2 separate regions of the Mus musculus genome follow, and region 2 is linked to region 1. The links are chromatin contacts, called in public promoter capture Hi-C maps. All regions are on one chromosome and are shown on one strand. The core of a region is the stretch at or near the end of the contact, and the rest is flanking DNA. Distances in the headings are between cores, read along the strand shown. Region 1 holds the start of Rims4 (regulating synaptic membrane exocytosis 4). Region 2 holds the start of Kcns1 (K+ voltage-gated channel, subfamily S, 1).

Evidence for each region. Promoter capture Hi-C pulls out the DNA fragments that hold promoters and counts their contacts.
Region 2: a contact with region 1 is called in a promoter capture Hi-C map of embryonic stem cells. The contact joins the promoter of Kcns1 here to the promoter of Rims4 in region 1. A contact is called at or near these places in 3 of 39 promoter capture datasets (embryonic stem cells, hippocampal neurons and pre-B cells), 1 of 484 Hi-C or Micro-C datasets (differentiating embryonic stem cells) and 1 of 9 other capture datasets (pancreatic islet).

Annotation. Positions count from the first base shown.
Region 1 is chr2:163,916,939-163,920,755 of GRCm38.p6, forward strand. Rims4 (regulating synaptic membrane exocytosis 4) reads right to left here and starts at 2,035. Exons shown (of 6, transcript NM_183023.2): 1 at 1,649-2,035. The coding sequence starts at 1,745. It overlaps Gm35886 (a long non-coding RNA gene), which reads left to right and starts at 2,129. Exons shown (of 3, transcript XR_375201.3): 1 at 2,129-3,256.
Region 2 is chr2:164,169,038-164,172,904 of GRCm38.p6, forward strand. Kcns1 (K+ voltage-gated channel, subfamily S, 1) reads right to left here and starts at 2,076. Exons shown (of 4, transcript NM_008435.2): 1 at 1,990-2,076; 2 at 41-222. It overlaps LOC115486434 (a long non-coding RNA gene), which reads left to right. Exons shown (of 4, transcript XR_003954084.1): 2 at 1,333-1,622.

The DNA.
Region 1 (3,817 bases), core at 785-3,284:
CTGAGCTCCCGAGCCTCAGGTATTTGGTCTGTGAGATGGTGAAACCATAGGCTGCATGGGTAACAACCATCTTAACTCCCAACTCCTACCTCCAGGTCAGGAGAAAAATTCCGTCAGGTGCTGGCCCTGACTGTTACCATTCCCTCACCGCCTGGCTCTGGGGGACTTTCTTCTTCCTATCTGTCTTCCTGTAAGTGACAGCCCATCACCCACCACTCCATCCCATAACAGAACCAAGACAGAAAATGCCAGCAGGCAGGGAGTAGAAACCTGAACTCTTGAATTCCCTAAACTGTAACATTTTGGGGTAGTGCATACATGATTTTTTTTCCTCTTAAGAGTTAATCTGTATTTTAATCAGTATTGAACCCACTTGTTCCTACACACACACAACACACACACACACACACACACACACACACACACTCCTCTTTCCCGCCCGCCACTTCTTCATTGACTTCAAATATTCCCAAATTATCAGTTCAAAAACCATTTCATTCCACCCTCCCACCACACAGCATCAGAGGCAGTGTTATCTGCACTTCCTGATGAAGAAACTGAGGCTCAGGTTGGCATGATTTGCCCAAGGTCACAGCTTATTCGGAGGGAATAAAGACTGGAATCGGACTCTAACTCCCAATCTTGGCACTCTTTGGGGGAACTCTCACCCAAACCTTCTAGGTACCCCCACCTGTTGTTGGATTTTCTTCTTTACCCCAAACCAAACTCACTGCTCTCTGTACCCTCTGCCTGGTCCCAGTATCCACGAGCTGGTTTCCTCTCTACCCCTGGACTGTGGCTACCAGTTTTTTTGTGGTGTGTGTGTGTGTGTGTGTGTGTGTGTGTCCAGGCCTAGAAGCAGGTTCGAGTTGCAGGTCCACAGCTGGGTTCAGCCCACCCAGAAAGGCCACTCCAGGGACAAGAACACCTGAAGTCAGGGGCACACACTGAAGGGTAGCACTGCTGTAGTTAGCACTTACACTGCCTTGCACCTCCTTGGGGAGGAAAGACCAGCAGACCCCGGACCAGTTATGTGCGGCTCCCCAGAATCTGACAAGAGTCTGGAGCCCCAGCCTGTGGGGGAAGGGAATGGAGAAACAAATCGGGACACTCAAGGCTTTGGCCTTTGAACAAGGGGGTCTTGGGCAGGGAGCCTCTGGATGCAGCTAAGACAAAGACCTCGGAGAGGTCAGGTCTATGCGCCGCTTCCAACGACCAGGGGTACGTCGGAAGACCAGGGGTGAAGCGGCCTAAAACCCGAAATCTGACTAGGGGGCATATACCAGACTTGGGTAGTGGCAAATCCTGTTGAGAAACAAGTCAGGGAGGGGGTCGCGGGGGAATCCTGCAGGTGCATATAAATAGGGAGACTTGGGTCCAGGCGACCCAAGGGCCCACTTGCGCAAGAAGGACGAGTGCAGATGCTCAAGGGGTCCCTGGGGCGCAGGAGGGGGGACAGGACCAGAGCTCCTCCTAGACTCCTGGGGTCTTGAGGGAGTGGGAGGGGCCCCTGGGTATCTATCCGAGTGGGACCGAGAGTGCAGCGGAGACAGTGGCCGCCTCTCTCGGGCGCTCCGGGTCCCCGAGGGTCCCTGGCTTCTGGACCGGGAGACAACCCCCCGGGGTGGGTGGACCGCAGCGCGCTCACCTGCGTCCTCATCATCGAAGGAGTTCATGCACGGGAAGTAGATGGCGAGCGCCTCGAAGGAGGCGGACAGGCTGAGGCGGCTCTGCGAGCGCTCCATGCCCGCGCCCGCGCCAGGAGCCTCGGCCGCGGCGGCGGCGGGCGGCTTGGGCAGCTTGGCCGCCCCATTCTTGACGCGGAGTACGGCGCGCGGCGTGGTGGCGGCGGCCCGGGGCTCCGCGGGCAGGCGGCGGGGCTGGTGGCCGGGCGCAGAGGGCCGGACACTGGCGGCGCGTGGAGCCCGAGACGCGAGGTGCTCGCGGCGGTGGCGGCGGCGGTGGCGGAGGCAGTGGCGGTGGCGGCGGTGGTGGCGGTGGTGGTGGTGGTGGCGGCGGCGGCGCAGCGCGCTCTGGCCCGCGGCGTCCCCAGCCTGCTTGCCGCGCGGGGCGGGCCGCAGCCGAGCTCCGCAGCCAATCGCCGAGGCCCGGGGGAGGGGGCGCCGCGGGCGGGGCTTGGGAGCCGCGAGGGTGCGGGCTGCGCCGCCACCGCTGCCGCCGCTGCCAACCGGGCAGGTGCACGAGCCCGCCGCAAGGCTGTCTGCGCCCGGCTGCTGCGGCTGAACCTCCGGTGCCCGCTCTGACCCGTGACTGTGAGTCCTCAGACTCACTCCAGAGGCAGGTGTCCAGTAACCCCGATTCATGCAGGCCTCACCCAGATACCCTGAGGCTCCCAGAGGGACACAGTCCAAGAAATCCAAGAAACCTGCATTCACCCACAAGCACCCACAAGGATGTATTCGCTCGGCAAGAGAGATCTCGGACTCCCTCACACTCGGGGACAGAGGGACACCTGGACAAACACCTTCACGGATACCTGAACAGACAGACACTCTATAGACACACAGTGACTCTTTCTGACATAGGAGCAGATATACCCACTGGCAACTTCAGAGGGTACACAGAGACCTGCAGAGTCACAGGGAGCAACAGGCGGGCAGGACATGTCCTCCCACATATTGGAGACCCTCAGACCCCACAAACCCCACAGAAGTTTGGACAGACACACACCTTTTCGTGCACCCACACTTGCTTGCAGACATATCCTGGGAGTCTCTCACAGAGAGGGAACATTAGCACCCCTCCTCCTGTAGTGATCTGTCCCCAAAACTGGGACAGTCACCCTCAGAACACTCATACCTATAGACACAGCCGTACAGACTGAGTCACTCACAGGGATGGATTCATTCTGGTGCACAGACACCCTCAGACTCAAGATCCTGAGACATTGCTGCAGGCTTACACTGGCACACACTCTCAGACACATCCTGATGCCCATGGTCCCCCGATTCACACCCATAGGGACAGATTATCAGAGCCTGGGTATAAAGAGATACACTCAATTGCAAACCTCCTCTGCCCTCCAAACCTGAATGACCAGAGGTCCACTCTACCAGCAGAAGCAGCAATCCTTTCTAATTGCTCTCCCCCTCCCGTGAAGCAGCCCTCTGAAATGGCCTCAGGAAAGGACTGCTCAGTCCCTCCTTTCCGAGGGACCTAGAGGGAGCCCCTCCATCTCACTAACCTACTTCTTCATCGGAGCGATGACAGCAGGAACCCTCTGTTTTGGATGGTTGTGAGTATTTATTTTCTGTTCATTCATAGCCAACCAAGAGGCTTAAAAGCAACAGACCTTTATTAGTGTGCAATCTGTCTAGATTGTAAGTCTGTGCAGCTGAGCTGGGTTCTCTGCTTAGAATGTTACAAAGTATTAGCGAGGGGTGGCTTGTCACTGCCGGCTTTGGAGAAGAGTCGGATTCCATGATGATTCAGGTGCCAGCAAGATTCAGTTCCTTGCAAATGTAGGACTGAAGTCCGTGTGTGCTGGCATCTCAACATCTGCAAATGGTCCTGGGCCCGTACACATGGGCTCTCCATCTTCAACGCTACCACAGGACTGACAGGCCTTTCTCATCCTCCCCTCTCTCTAACTCCCTGCTGGGTTGTCCCCCAAAGGGTACCCCCTCCTTTATCCTTTATGTCGTCTTGTAACTTGATCACGGCGGTGATGTCTTTCCCTAGTTCCACACAGTCAAAGGGAATTATGTAAGGGTAGACTAGGTCCTTGGACCAATTCTGTCCCCTCGCTGAGTACCTGACACAAAGGGGGTGCTACTCGAGCCTCTTCCCCTTTCCA
Region 2 (3,867 bases), core at 826-3,325, 250 kb after region 1:
GGTTCACCTCCTCCAGGGCACAACAAATAAGGAGGCCTACCTTGCAGGGCTATTGGAGTGATGGGATGGTGGGATGGCCTGGCATCTACTAGGGATTTGTATGGGACATCTCTCTTTTTCCTGGACAAGCTTGGATTTGGGAAGCCAAATGTCCACGGTGGCTCTTCTGATCCTCAGTATCCTCCGCCGTAGATGGGAATAGTTAAGGCTTATTACCTACAACTATTAAGAAAGTCAGTTGAGACTTTAGATTCTCAGGTGTGTTCCCTGTACTTGGAGCCTCATGGCAGGATACTCCAGAAATCCTGCATCCCAGGATGCAGAGTCTCAGTCTGTCTTGATTTTGATGATTCGGAAGTCTGCACTCTGGGTTTTCATGTCTGTCTGTCTGTCTGTCTGTCTGTCTGTCTATCCATCCATCCATCATATCTATCTATTATATCTATATATCCATCTATCTATTTATTTTGGAGACAGGATCTCACATGCAGCTCAGTGAGGCTGATATCAAACGTTTGATCCTGGTACCCCAGTCTCCTGAGTGTTGAGATTCCAGACATGCACCGGTGCGCCTGGCTGGTCTGTTTTAAGAAGCCTGAGGGGTGATTCTAATACACCGCCAAGTGTGAGAGCTACTGGGATATATTGTGTAATAATACACCTTCAGACCTGCCTGACCTTAAACCTTGATTCTGTGTTACCTTAGTAGCCTTCCTATTATTTCCTATCAGCCTTCCCTGCAGTGATCAGAATATAGACTTGAAAGTGTAGGTCACTTTGTTAAATTATCTGCCTACGTCACTGTCTATTCAAGTCACTCAAGCTGGAATTTAACTTTATCCTTAATGGACCTGACCCTTGGCTAAAATGTTTACTCTCCAGATCTTGGTTTTCTGCAAATACACATGCAGACAATAGCACACATTCCAGAAATAGCCAGGGGTTAAGATGGTTCGTGGAAACTGTCTAGCTTCTGTGGATATTCCAGAAATGCAAAGTTTTCCCACTGTCCACTGACCCCTGATTCTCCTTTAACTTAGGGCTGCTGGCTTGCCCCTGCTCCGAGAAGGGGTGTAATCTGTAATTAAGGGTCAGCAATGCCTTCTCCCAGAGGATGGGGATGGAGGGCACACAGCCCCGATGCCCTTCACTAATGCTGTGGATTGGGATTCTGTCCTTGGCTTGGCTCCTGTGCTAACCCAGGCCAGTCTCTTGACTCTGGGCATTAGCTCTCTTACTTAGAATGGAGGGCATGACACTGGATGTTAGAATACGTGCAAAGTCCCTGGTGGGTGCTCAGTGAACACCAAGCTCTTATCCATCCCTTTTCAGATTCTGAATTTGCCACTTGCTAGCTGTTGACCTGAGCGGATCCATCACCCTCTCCGAGCTGCTGTTTCCCTCCTCTGCAGTCTGGACTGCACTGGCGAGAAGGAGGATTAAACAAGCCTGGTGTTTCCGGTAGCGCAGTCCCTGGACCATAACGGGCGCATCATTTGCATCCTCTATCGGCTTTGCCATCTAAACACAGTTTTGAGTACAGTACACTTCTATCATCCATTTGAAGCCCTGTTTGGGTCAACTCCCCATCTGCCACGCGCTTCCCTGCTCTATGAATTAGGGTAATTAATTCAACAAACATTTCTTGTTAAGAATCCCGGCCAGTCAGGCTGGGTGACTTATTCAAGATCATGCAGACTGTCTGAGGGCCTCTCGGGGGACCGGCTCAGCACTCTTGATACTTTTTGTGAGCATCCTCTGCGCGTTTGGTTGCTTCCCTGAGCTCCTCACACACGGAGCACTCAGTTTTATCCAAACACCACCCAGGTTTTCTAAATCCCATCTTACAGAATGTGTAAGCAAGACTAGCCCTGTCATGCTGTCCCTCTTTGGGGGTCTCCTAAAAGGGAATCCGCAGGGCAACCCCTCTCCCCCGCGCCCTGCATCCCACGCTCCTAGCCACGCCCCTCCCCGCGGGAGGCTCCTTACCTGTATTGGTCTCCAGGGATTCCAGCGCGCTTGTCCCTCAAGTCGCCGCCCTGGACTGTTTTCTGTCCCGAGGCCCCGCTGCGCCTCACTACTGCGGAGGCCCCGCGGCCCCCTCCTTTCCTGTGTTCCCGTCCCCCGCGGCTGAGGCCGCATCGATCGCTGCCGGGGGGAGGGAGGGAGGCCGCGGGCGGCCGGAGGCGGTGGTTTCTATTCTTGCCTGGGATGGATGGGGGCCTAACAGCTGGGAGCATCTTTCAAAGTCAGAGCCTGGAAGGATGGGACGGTTAGGGAATGGGGACACCTTTGGAGAACGTTTTTTAACCTCTGTCCCAGGAATGGCAGCGACCAGGGTTTACTTAATTTAGTGATTAATATGTGCCAGGCACTGTTTCAAGGGACGCACTCCAGACACGTTTAACACAAACTTGGCAGGGACAACAAGCTTTTGATTTTATAGGTGCCACCCAGGTACTTGTTCAGAAGAGGTCTGAGTTAGGAGGGGGAGGGTGCTTTATCTCCTTGGAGCCCTGGGTTGTGCCTGTCCCAGGGCTGTACTAGTGTAGGCTCTGGTACACTCTTCTTCCAAGTGAGTTGTAAAGCCAGAAACCTGTCCTTTTGTCCTGGACGCTCAGAACTTACCTAGACAGTCCTGATTACTTCTACTTCGACTGCGGGGCCTGACAGCCATGTTGAAAACTTAGAGAACCCCCATCCTCCTCCAGCATTTCTTTGGGCAGCTGCTGTGAGTGCTCCTTCACTCTTAACAATAATCACCAATATTGATTGAGCACTTCTTCAGGGTCCGTCCCATCTCACTCAGCACGTGAATGTACCTGCCCGGCAGGTCCGATCCCGATCTTAATCCTCTTAATCCTCGGCTGGAGGTGTAAGGCGTGAGAAGCCTCTAGGTCACGTGGCTGAAGTTTACACCAACTGAACAACAGAGGCATGTGATCCCAGTATGCCATTTACAAATTCTGAACTGGGAATGAGGCTCAGTTGGCAGAGTGCTTGCCTGTTGGGTGTGAAGCCCTGGAGTTGATCTTCAGTACTGTGTAAAGCAAGCACTGTGGTTTATAGCTGTAATTCCAGCAGCCGGGGTGGAGGTGCGGGGGATCCTAACAGTCAGGAGGCGAAGGTGGGGTAATTAGAAGTGCAATCCTTGGTTGAATAATGAGTTCCAGATCGGTTGGATTACATGAGATATTATCTCAATTGTTTTTTCTTTTCTTTTTAATAATTTCATTTTTTGTGGTCAGCCTATTCTTTTTTTTTTTTAAGATTTATTTATTATATGTAAGTACACTGTGGCTATCTTCAGACACTTCAGAAGAGGGCATCAGATCTTGTTGCGGATGGTTGTGAGCCACCATGTGGTTGCTGGGAATTGAACTCAGGACCTTTAGAAGAGCAGTTGGTGCTCTTAGCTGCTGAGCCATCTCTCCAGCCCCCTGTTTTTTGTTTTTTTTTTTTAAAGATTTGTTTATTTATTCATTTAATGTATATGAGTACACTGTAGCTGTCTTCAGATGCACCAGAAGAGGGCATTGGATCCTATTACAGATGGTTGTGAGCCACCATGTGGTTGCTGGGAATTGAACTCAGGGCCTCTGGAAGAACAGTCAGTGCTCTTAACTGCGGAGCCATCTCTCCAGCCCTCAACTGTTTTTTTCTAATAGCAGCATTAAAAATATAAAAAGAGGGCTGGAGATGGCTCAGCAATTAAGAGCACTGGCTGCTCTTCCAGAGAACCTAGGTTCAATTTTCAGCACCTACATGACAGCTTACAACAGTCTATAACTATAGTCCCATGGGAGCTGATGCCCTCTTTTGGTGTGCAGATAAGCATGCAGACAAAATACCCATACACATAAACAA